Linked DNA regions of Mus musculus: region 2 is linked to region 1. Evidence: chromatin contacts called from public promoter capture Hi-C data. All regions are on one chromosome and are shown on one strand. The core of a region is the stretch at or near the end of the contact, and the rest is flanking DNA. Distances in the headings are between cores, read along the strand shown. Region 1 has its middle 13 kb from the start of Kbtbd12. Region 2 overlaps Mgll (monoglyceride lipase).

The links. Capture Hi-C pulls out chosen DNA fragments and counts their contacts.
Region 2: a promoter capture Hi-C map of adipose tissue shows a contact between it and region 1. The contact joins two enhancer-like sites. A contact is called at or near these places in 1 of 484 Hi-C or Micro-C datasets (nephron progenitors), 2 of 115 datasets of contacts at active chromatin or transcription factors (embryonic basal ganglia and embryonic stem cells) and 2 of 9 other capture datasets (adipose tissue and liver).

The regions. Positions count from the first base shown.
Region 1 is chr6:88,637,302-88,644,234 of GRCm38.p6, forward strand. No RefSeq gene overlaps it. Among named protein-coding and RNA genes, the nearest start is that of Kbtbd12, 13 kb to the left of the region's middle. Within about 2 kb of position 4,375, at least 29 of the 459 cell types and tissues checked have an H3K27ac peak or open chromatin away from gene starts, as enhancers often do. A contact at or near this core is called in adipose tissue, where this site is marked.
Region 2 is chr6:88,783,318-88,790,250 of GRCm38.p6, forward strand. The region is part of intron 3 of Mgll (monoglyceride lipase); the gene reads left to right. Among named protein-coding and RNA genes, the nearest start is that of Gm26588, 44 kb to the left of the region's middle. Within about 2 kb of position 4,469, at least 48 of the 459 cell types and tissues checked have an H3K27ac peak or open chromatin away from gene starts, as enhancers often do. A contact at or near this core is called in adipose tissue, where this site is marked.

The sequences.
Region 1 (6,933 bases), core at 3,125-5,624:
GCATTAATTTCAAGCTTCTGGAATATTCTAGAAATAAGCTGTTACAGGGAGTTCTCCAGAGATGACTACTCAGACACATTACTAGCCAATTGAAAAACTTTGCTCCATCCTGCTGAGACTATACCCAAGTGTTTAGGGACCTAGGTATAGCCTAGAGTGTCCAGAACATAGGATTTTTAAAGGTAGAAACCATAGTCTGGTGTTTTACTTGGCAGCTTGTAGGTTTGGTGTTTTTAAAAAACTACTTTTAATATGGGTACTTAAATGCTTTAACCTCCCTTCTAGCCCACCATCCACCAGAGGTAGTGGAAAAGAAAGGTTATTAGGATATGGGGGAAGTGGACCTGTTTAGTTGTTCTTTGGAGCAAATCCCATCTGTATTGTTAGGAAATCAGCAGTTCAGTTCATAGTAAGCAGCAGCAGCAGCTCAATCCACTTGCAAACACTTTGTGAACATACCAGCAGTCTGCTCAATAGTGTCAGGATAGCAAACATGAATCAGCAGCAGTGGCATGACCTAGCAGAAACAGCCAGGCCTCAGCTAAATTGGTACAAGTCAGCAGGAGTGATTAGGACCAGCAGGAACACCAGGAGAAGTTCTAGGCTATGCCTCTCTCAGTGAAGTCAAGGTCTGCGAAGAAGATGCAAGACCAACTAAGTATTGCAAAACTAGCTATACAAGCCTTGTTAGAGTCCTTTGGGTCCTATTTATACTCCCTTCAAACATCAGGTGTCCTCCAGCAGGTCTTGCCTCACCATGTGAGTTTGTCTTAGCAAAACTCTACGTGAGACTGTATCAGCTAACATCACTCTGCCAATTGACCTGAGTCCACAGAAGTGGCAAGAAGCCATGGGAAGTCTTTTGGTGCATTTCTGGCTATGGAGTCATGACAAACAGAACTCAGCAATGCAATGTAAGGCGAACCAATACATGTGCGTCATTAGCGAAGAATCTTTCATCATGAGTTCTTTCAGGTGCTTGCTTTAGCAAAACATCTGTTCACCTGTGCCTGCTTCAGCAAAACAACATTTCACATAACTGACTTTCCAAATGAACCAGAAATTTCCACTTCAACAGCTTCTGGGGGCTTAAAGTTTAACAGAAACTTAAAGAAGTGGTCAGCTAGAGGGGTTTTCGGCACAAACAGCCATTTTAATAGATGTTAAGATGGTTAGCTAGGACATCCTGACCTCAGGTTCCTACAATAGAGTTGGGTAATTTTCCATGAGATTCTCCATCAAGGAGATCTAATTCTGGTTAAACCTGAAATGGCCTCAGTAAGAATATAAGACAGAAGAATATCTGCACTGCCTTGCCCTGTTACGTTCAACTAATTTAATACACGGATGTCACTGAGTCGCTTTCTGGATGGAACTGAGAGTGGGATCAGGAAGATCAGCCAAAAATTATTTTGGGAGTCTAAAGCAATATGTTATGAGAAAGGTATGATTAGCAAAGATATGTATATAGAGAGAGCTAAGATGCCAAGTATTAGAGAAGAGGTTGGTGAGTGAACAACTGCAGGGTGATCGACTTTCACTAGGGTCCCTGTGAGAATAAAAACATCTATGATAGAATGAGGTTACAGAATTGGATTTGGAGCAGAGCTCCTCCCTCCCCTCTATGAACTTAATATTGTTTGAGATGATCAAGCCATTTAAAGTAATTTTTCTACCCACTGGACAGGAACTTTGAGGAGGGAAAGGGCTTGGAAAAGACTGTGAGAGTCTTGTGGGAGTCAGATGTTGATGAGGCAAATCTAATCCCTTTCATCAGTTACTTGAAAGGACTGTGTCACATGCTCCCTAGAGCCACAAGGAAGGTTGAGAAATGAGGTTTGGCTTCGTTCAAGAAGAAAGGATTGAGGGCACAGTTAGCAATTTCTGTACAGGCCAATGGAAAGTGGAAGCTTTGTGTGTGTAGACCAGCTGTAGTGGAAGAAGGACATTAGTCTCTGCAGATGATCTAGAAATAGCTTCAGGTTAGAGCATTCAGGAAACTCTGAGCTGCATTTTGCAGATATCAGAATGTGACATTGAAGACTCTGGCAAAGCTAGCGTCTCAGAGACAAAGCATTTCTAGCTGTTTCTGACTTTGAGAAGTTGGCTTTAGGTGGGATCTCGATGATGATCCTGAGCAGGCCTGGGGTGCTTCAGGTTCAGGGAAACGTGTTAACGCAGGAGCTTAAGTTTATTTATTTAAGAAAGAGAAGAAGAAAAAAGAGAGAGAAGAAAAAGAAGGCGAGGAAAGTAAAAAGGGAAGCAAAGGGGGTGGGGGTGGGGGATTCCAAGCACTGGAAGGGAAAGGAAATGTGAAACCAAGCTTGAAGAAGTTGGGAAGAGCAGGAGTCAGCGAGCAGGCAGACATCTTTACTGGGAGGTGCAGAGGAATAGACCCCTGTAGTGTAAGGATGTGTAAGACCGAAGAAATTCAGGGGTTTGTCCTGACTCCTTGGCTGACTGGGCTGGGCTACTGAAAAGATGATGTCTAGCTGTCTTCTTTAAGCACTGAATGTCTAAGGATCTCTTTAAGCACTGAATGTCTAAACTCCTTTGAAGAATAGAAAAATGGATGGAATTCTCCCAAATAGGTCTCACAAATTAGCACACAATTAGATTTGTAAATTTGTAAATCCCTGCCTCCCAAACCTGATCAAAACAGCGGTAAAAGAAATGACAACCCCATCTTGATGGCTGATTGAACTGCAGTCAGCATCCCACCCGCTCAATCCCGGCTTCACACCCCCACCCCCCACCCCGCCCCTGCTGGAACTCTGATTAAGCCTCCCAGCAGGTGGCAGTGCCTATGATTAGAGAGTTCTGTGAGGCTTGCAGTTTGCATAATGCATTTTGCTCGTTCCCTCTTTAATTCTCATGCCAGCCGGGAGGCTGCTGTGTCTCAGGACCATTCTGCACCCAGGGAGCTGAGTGGTCGCGGGAACCCCATCCTCCAGTTTCAAGTCTCTGGGCTACCTCCTTCACAGGCTTCTACTATTGCTTTTCCTTTCCATCGTTACACACTAATTTCATTTCCCCTAATTGTATTATCACAATAGAGTTGGAAGAAGGAAGGAAGGGAGCGAGGGAGGAAGGAATTTTGAGACTCTGTCCTAGAGATTCTTTCCCTACTTAAGGGTTGAATTGTCCTTTAAATTTATGCGTTGGAATCCTAACTTCTGTGCCCCAGAATGCCTTATTTGACATAGGGTGCACAGGGCCAATCAAATGAACAAGGAGTGCCTGAGTGGGCTCTGCTTATGTGGATAATGAGTGTACAGATAAAGGCTCACACATGAAATGCCACATGAACATGAAGATAACCCTCTGCAAACCAAGGTGAGGCATGGGACCCTCAACGCCAGCTGCAAAGCAGCTCCTATTGTTTAAGCCACCAACCTCTGAACAGCAGACATAGGTTAAAAAATGCACTTCCAGCTTTCTTTGAGGGACCAGATGCAAGCTGCTGCAGAAACACCCGCAGGCATTTATTTACCTTTTCCACGGAATGTTTTCAACAACAGAGTAAAAACTGCCAAAGTCAAGTTCACTGTGCTTATAACCATTCCGTTATAGTTAAAAAAGATAATGAGGTTACTTTGATCTGTCTTGTCTATTTGTATGTGTGTGCGTGTATGTGTTCCTGTTGGCCTATAGAGATCTGTACTGACAGGGGGCTGTGTGGGTGCACACCACAGTAGGAGTATTGGTGGTACACTAATAAACTTTTCTATGTATTCGAAAAGCATTCATTTGAAAATACATTCTAGAATTTTCTGAAGGTCAATTTCCGGTTCACTGGTCTACCTATAGCAATCTTTACTCACTATTCAGAAACTATAACATTTGCTCATCTGGAGCCTATAGGCTGTTCTCCTGATGTTTTATTTCCCCTCCCCTCCCTTCTGGTTTTTTTTTTTTTTTTTTTTTTGAGGTGAGTTTCTCTTTGTAGCCCTGGCTGTCCTGGAACTCACTTTGTAAACCAGACTGACCTCTAACTCACAGAGATCTGCCTGACTCTGCCTTCCAAGTGCTAGAATTAAAGTCATAAGCCACCACTGCCTGGCTGTGGGAATATATCTTGTTATTTCTTCATTTTGAAAGAATTTCAAGAATTCAAATAAAGTCACAGTAGAGTTACAATGACCTCTCACAACAGTTAACATTCATTATATTTACTTGTGCCAATATCTTACATAATTCTAGTTTCCTAATATTTGAGAGTTGCTATAGTTTAAATATGGTTCCCTGCCCCAACAACAACAAAACAAAAATCAAAAACCGAAACTCATGTTGAGATGTACTTCTTAAATCTAGCAGTGTTGGGAGGGAGGTGGAGCCTCGGGTCATGGGGATAGAGTCCTCATGATTAATAGTGTCTCAAGAAAGTTGTCATTCTCTCTGGGGTGGGTCAGCTGCTTCTAAAGCTGCTTGTTACAGAGCCGGGTCACATGCTGCCCTCTTGCCCTCTGTGTTCTACTGTGGGCCTCTCCCAGATGCAGCTACTTGATCTTGGACTCTCCAGCATTCAGAACTACGAACCAAATAATCCTCCTTTTTAAAAATCTACTTATGTAGTCTGCTGTAAAAGAAACTGGATGAAGTAAAGAGCAAACTCCAGACACTGTGATGTGACCCTCACCCTAGTCCCTCAATTGCTGAAGCATGTAGTCCTAGGAACAGAAATGGCCTTTTACAAATCCATAGTATAACCATTAACGCCAGAACACTTAACACCACCACCACCACCACTATGACTGTGGCACGCGCCAGCACAGCCCTCTGTTAGCAGAGAGGTGCATGCAGTCTATAACAGGATTGCCCTGACCCCTAAGAATCTTCTCCAGTCCAGGACCACACACTGCATTTACCTGACAGTTCTGCTTGGTCTCCTTTCATCTGGACAATCCGTGGAGATGCCTTTGTCTTGCATGACTTTACTGGTTTGCTTGTTTGAAGTTCAGGCTGGTTGTTTTACAGAGCTACTCAGCTTGAGTTTGTCTGAGATTTACTCCTGCTGAGATTCTGGGTATGCACTTTCACCATGAGCTCTGGGGTTGAGAACAGAAGCATCTTCCCTGAGGATGATGCAAAGCAAACCAACTAAGCTGCCCAGAGCAGCGCTGCCTTCCACTGCTGATCTGCTGGGGCACATTTGCCTTGCCCTAAGCTCTTCACTTCTCTGTTCTGGTGCACAGAGGCTCTAAAGGTCTCTTCCAAGCTGTTAGCAGATTTCATCCCAGGTGATGCCAACAAAGCCTCGACTTTGCGACTTCGTTCTGGAGGCAGCAAGACGCTTCAGACAAAGGATCCTTGCCTGGGCTTGCATCTTAGTTCTATTGCTTACCTGCCTCCTCTTCTTGAGTCTCACTGGGGCATTATCCTTGAGTTTCTATAGATTGAAGTATGATTTAACCAATCTGTCTGCAAGACTACTGAGATCAAATAGGATAACACAGAGAGCAATAGGCCTGTGCTACACAGTATGAGCTACATTATTTCTCATTTTCCTTCCTTCCTTTCTTCCTTCCTTCCTTCCTTCCTGCCTGCCTGCCTGCCTGCCTGCCTGCCTGCCTGCCTGCCTATCCCTGGTGTCACCCAATGTTGTGGCATGCACACAGACCCTGTCAGTACAGGAGCATATTTCATCAACTGAGCAGTAGCTACTGATGGTTTCATACTCAGCCCCTGCCTGGAATGGCTCTAGACAGAAAGTGTGGCCTTGGCTAAGTTTTTGTTTTCTCCCTGAATGCCTTCAGCATCCAATGACTGGTGGATGAGGGGTACAAAGGCCCTCAATTAGGATAACTCTGAAGAGCCACCCTAGCTCCAGAGTTCTGTGAGGTCAGCAGAGGCCTGGGATGCACCTCAACTCTTCTCTCCAGCTCTTCCAGCTTCATGGCACATTCCTGTATGCACCCCACCAGGCCTCCTGCACTCTCATCTCAGACTCCGAGACTGCTTCCTGGCCTGTGATACCTGGTCACATGTCTTCCAGCAGATGTTTAGTTTGTGAGGTTCACTCAGGTGTAAAAAGCTACATTGAAATGTATGTCCAATTATAAGAAGGTACTTTTGGGGACTGGAAAGGGGGTGCTCAGCCATTAGCAGTACTTGCAGAGGACCAGAGTTCAGTTCCCAGCACTCATACCAAGTAGCTCACAACCATTTGTAATTCTGTCTTCAGGAGATCCAATGCACACACTTGAGCATGAAAATGCATGCATGTGTGTGTATGCGCGCGCGCACACACACACACACACACACACACCACATACACATAAATAAAAATAAAAATAAAATTTATCTTTAAAAAAAAGAATTACATTGCATACACTAGCAAGATTTTGTTGAAAGGACCCAGATGTAGCTGTCTCTTGTGAGACTATGCCGGGGCCTAGCAAACACAGAAGTGGATGCTCACAGTCAGCTATTGAATGGATCACAGGGCCCCCAATGGAGGAGCTAGAGAAAGTATCCAAGGAGCTGGGGGGATCTGCAACCCTATAGGTGGAATAACAATATGAACTAACCAGTACCCCCCCCCCCCCCCCGAGCTCGTGTCTCTAGCTGCATATGTATCAGAAGATGGCCTAGTCGGCCATCAGTGGAAAGAGAGGCCCATTGGTTGTGCAAACTTTATATGCCTCGGTACAGTGGAACGCAGGGCCAAGAAGTGGAAGTGGGTGGGTAGGTGGGGGGTGGGGGACTTTTGGGATAGCATTGGAAATGTAAATGAAATAAATACCTAATTAAAAATTAAAAAAAAAGAAATATTTAACATAAAAAAGAATTATATTTAATACAGAAAAAGTGAAGATAGAAAGCAAAATGTATTTGAAGTCCCCATGGTATGTAACACCCACACCCACCCTCCCAGGGGCATGTGAGTGAGTGTGGAGGTGTCCTCTATGTAGATGGGATCCTGTGCTACAT
Region 2 (6,933 bases), core at 3,219-5,718, 150 kb after region 1:
CACACCTCCAAATAGTGCCACTCCCTGAGCCACCACAGACACAGAGGAAAGAAGCTTGCTCTCTGTTTGCCTGCTTGCTCTTAACTCTTGCTAGCACACCCCTTCCTTCCCCGGCAGCATTAGAGCTTACTTCTTCAGGATTCCAGTATGCATTGAAGACCAACTGAGACATCCAGCCTTGTGGACTGGATTCTTGGGCCTTCTGTTCATAAGCAGCCATTGTTGGAATTGCGGGACCACAGCCTGTACGCCATTCTAAAAAAATGTGTGTGTGTGTGTGTGTGTGTGTGTACACGTATGTATATATGGGATTTACTAGAGAGAGAATATGCTATAATTTCTGTTCCTCTAGAAAACCATGACAAATGCAAAAGCACAGAGAGACTAGACAAACTAGACTGCACAGTCACTCACTTAGACATCCACAGAGACAGACAGACATAAGACAAGCATTTAACCAAAAATTGCCAACTAGGATTCCCCAGTGTCTTGACTCCCACAGGAAGGCGCTGGGGAAGGGTCCCTGTCCATGTTCACTTCCAAACGAGAGACTAGCCCAGACAGAGATGTCAGAGAGGCCCATGAGGACTTGGTCAGTTTTGATGTTGGCAAACAGTGTTCATTCTGGGATTCTCTGGCCCTGGTGTGAGTTACCTGGACCAGGGATGTTTCAGGGATCACCGCTTCTGTAATAGTTCACCAAACCAGAGAGACTCAGAGTGAGGCTGGGCAACCCGTCGTCCCCCCCCCCCCCCCCCCCCCGTCCCCCATGCCCCAGTGGCAAAAATCTCATTCAGGCCTTCAGATGTTGTGTCCAGGCAGGACCCAAGAGTGTCACCTAAAAGTCCGACAGAGGAGAGTCCTTTATTTGCCAGTGGCCGAGAGCAGGCTCATGCAAGAAAGAACTCTCAACTCTGGAGAAGGGAAGGGAGGGTAGGGTTTCTAAAGCCAAAACCACAACTACATCACACCAGAGGCAGGCCAGGGACTGGAGTTTCAAAAGTTTCAGTTCAGTTGACTAAAATAATTTATTTTATGCAGTGGATCTTCCAGAACCTTCAAGTGCAGATGTATGAGAACGACCTGTTTAGCAGGATGTGTGCTTAGCAGGGACTAGGGAGCAGCTGGGCAAAATGTAAGATGGAATTAGCTAACACTTGGGCAAAATGGAGTCACTCAGGCCACCCCCTCAGATCTCCAGAGGAGTGCCTGCCCCATCAGACAGGAGGCCAAAACAAGAGGATCTTGAGCTCAGAGCTACCCTGCTTTAGTCTACAGAGTGAAACCCTATTTTGAAATAGAATTAAAAACAGGAAAGACATATATCTGGAGGCACTGTCCCCTGTGGGGCCCACTCCTGGAGCACTCCGCTCTCCCCTGGCTGTTGAGCTGGCTCAGCAGATCCACTGAGTATGTCCGCACGTGTGCCACTGCAGTTCCGCAGAGCTGGCTCCCCACCATGCACAGGCACAGTCTAAATTTAAGTCCCCTGCATCCTCGTTAGGTAACAAGGACCTGGACTGTGTCCTGCTTCTGTCTAAATCCTGAATGTGTTCCTACAGGCAGTCACAGAAGGTGGAGCATGTGTCTGCCCTCAGCCACCAAGCAGTGGGACAGAATGTGATCTTCTTGCACTACTGAGGAGGCGGAGGGAGGCTGGGGAGGTGAGAGGGGCAGCTTCCGAGGCCAGAGCTGGGAAAAAGTCCCACTGCTCCTGTTACCAGGCAAGGGCCTGGCTCTCTGTCCCTACTTCCTGTATGTGTGGGGGAGCTGTCTTCTGTGTGCAGCTGCCTCTGCAGAGTGGATCCACCAGGAGGCCTCTCCCCTTCTCATCCTCAGGGACGAGAATGCTCTTCAGGTCCTTAACAACTGAAGCCACAGGTTGGGCCCTGGCCATGAGCGCTATGCTCCTAGCTTTGCGGTCGCTGCCTGTGAAGGTTTAGCAGGACGTGGCTTTAGAGGGCCCTGAGCTCCTCAAAGGAACTTTGAAGAAGTATGATGGGGCTGTCTCTGTTTAAACACACCTTGAGGAGCCCACATAGTTGTGTGGGGTGCATTGCTGAATACTGGATAAAGGGATAGGGTGTTTGGTGAGCTGAGTCTTTCTGCCACCACAGGGCTCAAACTGCAGCACGGGACCAGGAAGGGACCAGCCCGTCAACAACTAAAAATAAATGGTTGGGCCTCTGCCAACACTCAGGAAAAGCGTAATGAGTGGAAGGCTGGAAAGAGGGGGCAGGGTGGTACCCAGCTGGTCCTCAAGTGGAACAGACTGGCATCTGGGCAGGCAGGGTGCTTCCTAGGCCTCTGTTGCTCATGTCACCAACTTGCCTGTAGCACGGTGGTAACACATGCTCAGAAGGCCTTCATAACGTTCTCTTGCTTTCTGCTCTGCAAATTGATGGGGGGGGAGGGGCAGGTGATGGAGATTGAGGCAGGATCAGCTCTCTGAGTACAACTGCATTCTTAGGGCCACATCTATTGCCCCTACTGTGGTAAGAGGACCCTAGCGTCATGAGTGACATCCTGGAGTGCCAAGAGCCCTTAGTGCCTGACTGGACTCCCAAGAGAGAGGCTATACGCATGGGAGAGGAGCTATATACACTCAAGGCCTTCAGAGAGCTTGACCCCAGGGGTCCCTGCCCAAGGTGTGATCGGGAAGGATATACAGGAACCATGGAAAGAACAGATTGGCATGAGCTGCCTCTCTGTCTTCTCAGTGTGAACACAGACGTGCTAAGACGTGCCTGTGGGAACGCAGCTTGCTAGCTCTGGCCTGAGGCAGTCAACTTAGAGGCAGCTGCTGTTGTCCTCAGGGGCTCTGCAGCTCCCATGTGGGCTCTGGCACCATAAAGGATGATGATACAGCAGAAGCCTGGAGAGACCTTCATCCCAGTGCCTACAAGAACCTCACCCTCAACACAGGCCAGCACCCCGTTGAATGCTCTTAGGAAACAGAGCCTGTGGGAGAAGTCAGCTGCCCAGTGGACTCAGCATAGCCTGGCAGTCAGTCACCAGCCTCCAGGGTGCCTCCCACACCCAGATGCTGTCTCGGTGTCAGTCAGCCTCAGAGCCACCTCCCGCTCTAGCCACACCACCGTGCTGGGAACAGAGACCAAGGCCTGCTGGTGGCTGACCTTCCAGGCACCCAGCTGTTTAATGACAGTTATTGGAGCTGACAGGGGTGGGAGGGTGGGGTATGTGCTCTCTGTATATGGTAAAGGTCAGACTTGTGAACCAAATCCCTGGGAGGGTAAAGTGGGGTCAGAGAAGGCCTGTGTTTAAGCAACTGTCCCCTGACTGGAAATTCCATCATGTGGTACAAGTAACATTGCCCACAAATCAGCCAGTGTTCATTCCTGCAGTATCCCTGTTCGGGAAGCATGCTCAGAGACATTAGAAAAACGTGTCCAAGGAGACACAGCCATAGTGTGGCAAAGCCAGATTCCCATCTCCACCCTGCTTCTCCTTGCTTAGGGCTAATGGAAGCTGCTCTGAGGCGCTGCAGGACTTGCCTCTGAGAACCGTGGCTTGGACACAGCTCTCAAGCAAGTGGCCCTAGGTTCCTGCGCCACGTGACAGGAGAATTCCAGGAATAGCTCATGACAGGCAGTCTGGTGGGGTGTGGTGCCAGCTCCCCATCTTCTGCCAAGGCTCCTCAGATGTTCCGACTCTCCAAGGTGGCACCTGAACCCAGCTAGGGGACAGAGTTGGTGCCCATCTCAAGGATGAAAAGATAGTCCTCTACCCAGGTCCTCAGCACCTGTTTCCCACGACAGTTACATCCCCTGTGCCCCAGAGGGGCCAGTTGTCTATTGACACTCAGCTGTCTGGTATCCGATGGGGCGACTTGGTGTTCCATCCCTGTGTTGGGCCTGACGCATTCTCCTGATAACTCTTCCATAGCACTGAGCAAACCAGGCAGGGCAGACGTGACTCCTGCCAGGGACTCTGCCTTGCATTCTGCTTTTTCCAGAGCCCATATTCCAGGCTGGCTGTGGCCTTCGGGCATGGCCAAGTGTCTAGGGCAAGGCCTGCCACCGTGATCTGCCGAGGTGATGAGCTTCTTGGTCCCCAGTAGAGAAGCGCAGAGCCCCTTAGCCCCGTTCTAGCAACTGCTTGTCTGTGCAGATTGGGAGAAGCAAAGGGTGTGTTTATTCAGTAGAAACTTTCTTTACCAAAAAAGGAGAGGAATCCTTTGCCACGCTTTCTCCGGAGGTAGAGGGAGGATTCCACAGTTCTGCGTTAATAGGGGAAGCAGGATGGGCCACAGAGTCTGTAAGGCACTCAGTTGGCGCTGACTGGTGCTCCTGGCTCACCCGGAGGCAAGGGTCATCAGCCCTCTGGAGCGGAAGCATGTCTGCGAAGAGCCAGCTGCTTCTGTGTCCTCAATTATTCCTCCCAGCCAGCGGGGAGCCCGGAGTACCAGTGACAATCACTGATGCCCGTGACACACAATTTGGAAGGAGGCACGCCAGCTCTGCAGAGTGCTGTGTGCATCGCATAGTCTGAGAGCTCAGGGCACACCCATAAGGGGGCATCGGGGCTGAATGGGAGGTGCGGTGCAGATGAGTCTTTGAAACGCTGCCTGCGATCAGGGTTGAGGGTGAGCTCCCCAAGACACTGAGCATCTTGGGACCACAATCAGGGCTGGTTTGTTACAATGGAGGTTATATGAGAGAGCCTCAAGGACTACCCCCTCCCCCAACCTCCCAGAGTGATGTTACCCTCACGGCCAGAGCATTTTTGTACTAAAGCAAATGCTTGTCATTGACTTGACATGACAGTCTACTGGCGCTCTCTCATTGTTTTGCTCTAATATATATTTGATTTTCATATATATATGTGTATATATGTGTGTATATATATATGTGTGTATGTATATATATATATATATATTTTTTTTTAAAGAGCAAGAGAGAAAATCGTAGACGACTCCCCCACCCTCCTCGCTCTCGTACAACAGAGCTATTAAGAGGAGATTGCCACAGTGTCTTGCAGCACTTACAGCTCAGAGCACCAGCAGAGAGAAGCCGGGCTGCCAGTTAATTACAGGTACAGGCAGGCTGTTGCTGGAGGCTGGGTCCACAGGCTCCACCTTGTGTGGGAACAAGGCTAGCTGTGACTCGGCAGGCTCCTCTGAGCCTCCTTCATCCTCTGATTTACTGGGCACCCGCCACTGCCGCGCTGGGCCTTAGGCTCCATCCGTATCGGGCTTCTCCTGCCTCCTGATAGGCAGTATGCTCAAAGGCTTGGCTTCAGAGTCCTTTCCCACTGAAGTGCATGCATGAAGGAAAACAGCGTGAGGGGCAACGGGCCGTGGGGATGCTGTTCTTCCAGTCTGACCTTTCTGAGAAAGATGGCATGTGAACCTCACCTGAAGGAGAGGTGAAGAGCCAACAGGCCGTGCAAAGGTCCTGGGGGTACCTGGCTCAACGAAAGGAACAGTCCAGACACTGCAGATGGAGTGAGAAAGGGAGAAGGTGGTAGGAGATGGGACAGGGTGACAGGAAACGGGACCCCATGGGGTCCCACAAACCTCATTTCCCTCATCTACAAGACAGGAACATAAAACCTCAGGCAGGTCAAGCAGACTAACACATGCCAGGTACATGGGGGGCGGGGGCGGGGTCAAGGAGGGGGGCAGAGGTGCCACTCAGCCAGCCCTCTGCTGACACAGCTTAATTGGGCGACATTGCACTGAGACTCAGACCTATCCTGACTCTCTGTCAGAGAATGCTTTGGGTAGCAGGTGACCCAAGAGTGCTCCAAAGCCAAGACAGAAGCTCCTCAAAGAGAGGTCCACCTGCCACCTCTGTCTGTCTGTCTGTCTGTCTGTCTGTCTGTCTGTCTGTCTGTTGGTGCAGTCGTTGTACCTGAGATAGTTACAACTCTGTGGTGAAGGCAAGAGAGAGTGGCGCCCATCCAGTTGTGGATTGTTTGTGTCAGAGAGATGGCAGGCCTGAGGGGTGACCAGGGAAGCCCCTAGGCTGCCACTGTGGATGCACAGTGACACCATGTGTGCTGCAAAATGCAGCTGGAATATCCCTAGCGGTTTCCAATAACTAAGAGCGCCTTAGGTAAATAATGAAGAAGTTAGAAATCCGTCAGTACTTGTAAATTGCTGCTATGCTGACTGGCTCAGTGGTTCCTGCGAGGAGGGGCGTGCATGGGAGCTCTGGAGGCACCCGCTGGCTCAGGAGGCAGAGGGGCTGGACGGAGAGCACTTATGCAGGAGGCTCTCTGTGATCCTCATGAGGGGGACTGACAGGGCAGGGCCAGCAGGCATGAGCTCCATGGCTAGGAGCAGTCTAGCATTGCCCTGTGGTGACACTGGCTTGGCACAGGTGACTGACTAGTTTGAAGATGAGGGATATACTTGTATATAAGCCCTGGAAACAAACAAACATAAACAAAACCTACATGTCCCTACTGGCCTGGGAGGCTGCCTCCACGCAATAATCAGGAAAATAACCTCCCACCTCAGAGCATCCAGCCCCCCTGTGTCCATCTTGACCAAAGACACTTCAGTTAAGGCCATTAAGTCACCTTCACTCTTCAAACTAGCAACTGATGTCCCTCTGCTTAAGTAAGAAGCCTTTCTGGGAATTTCCTCTGTTGACTTCCTTTTCTATGTCAGTAGTAGGATTTAATGTCCTGGTGACCTCGAGTGCAGGATGGGGTGGGCTGCCATGGTGAACACACACTACCTGCATGGCCGAACCTCCACTGGCATGGCCGTGCCTCTGCCCCACCCCACCTCCCGGGGCTGAGCCCCCCACACTCATTTGTGTGATAGTAAGCAAACGAGTTAGCTGTGGAACATACTGTTGGCATTTCTTCTAGGCTCCGCCCCATGGTTACCTGGCAACAGCCAGGTAGGCCTGACTCACTATAAAAGGGGCTGTTTGCCCCCCCCCACTCTTCTTCTCC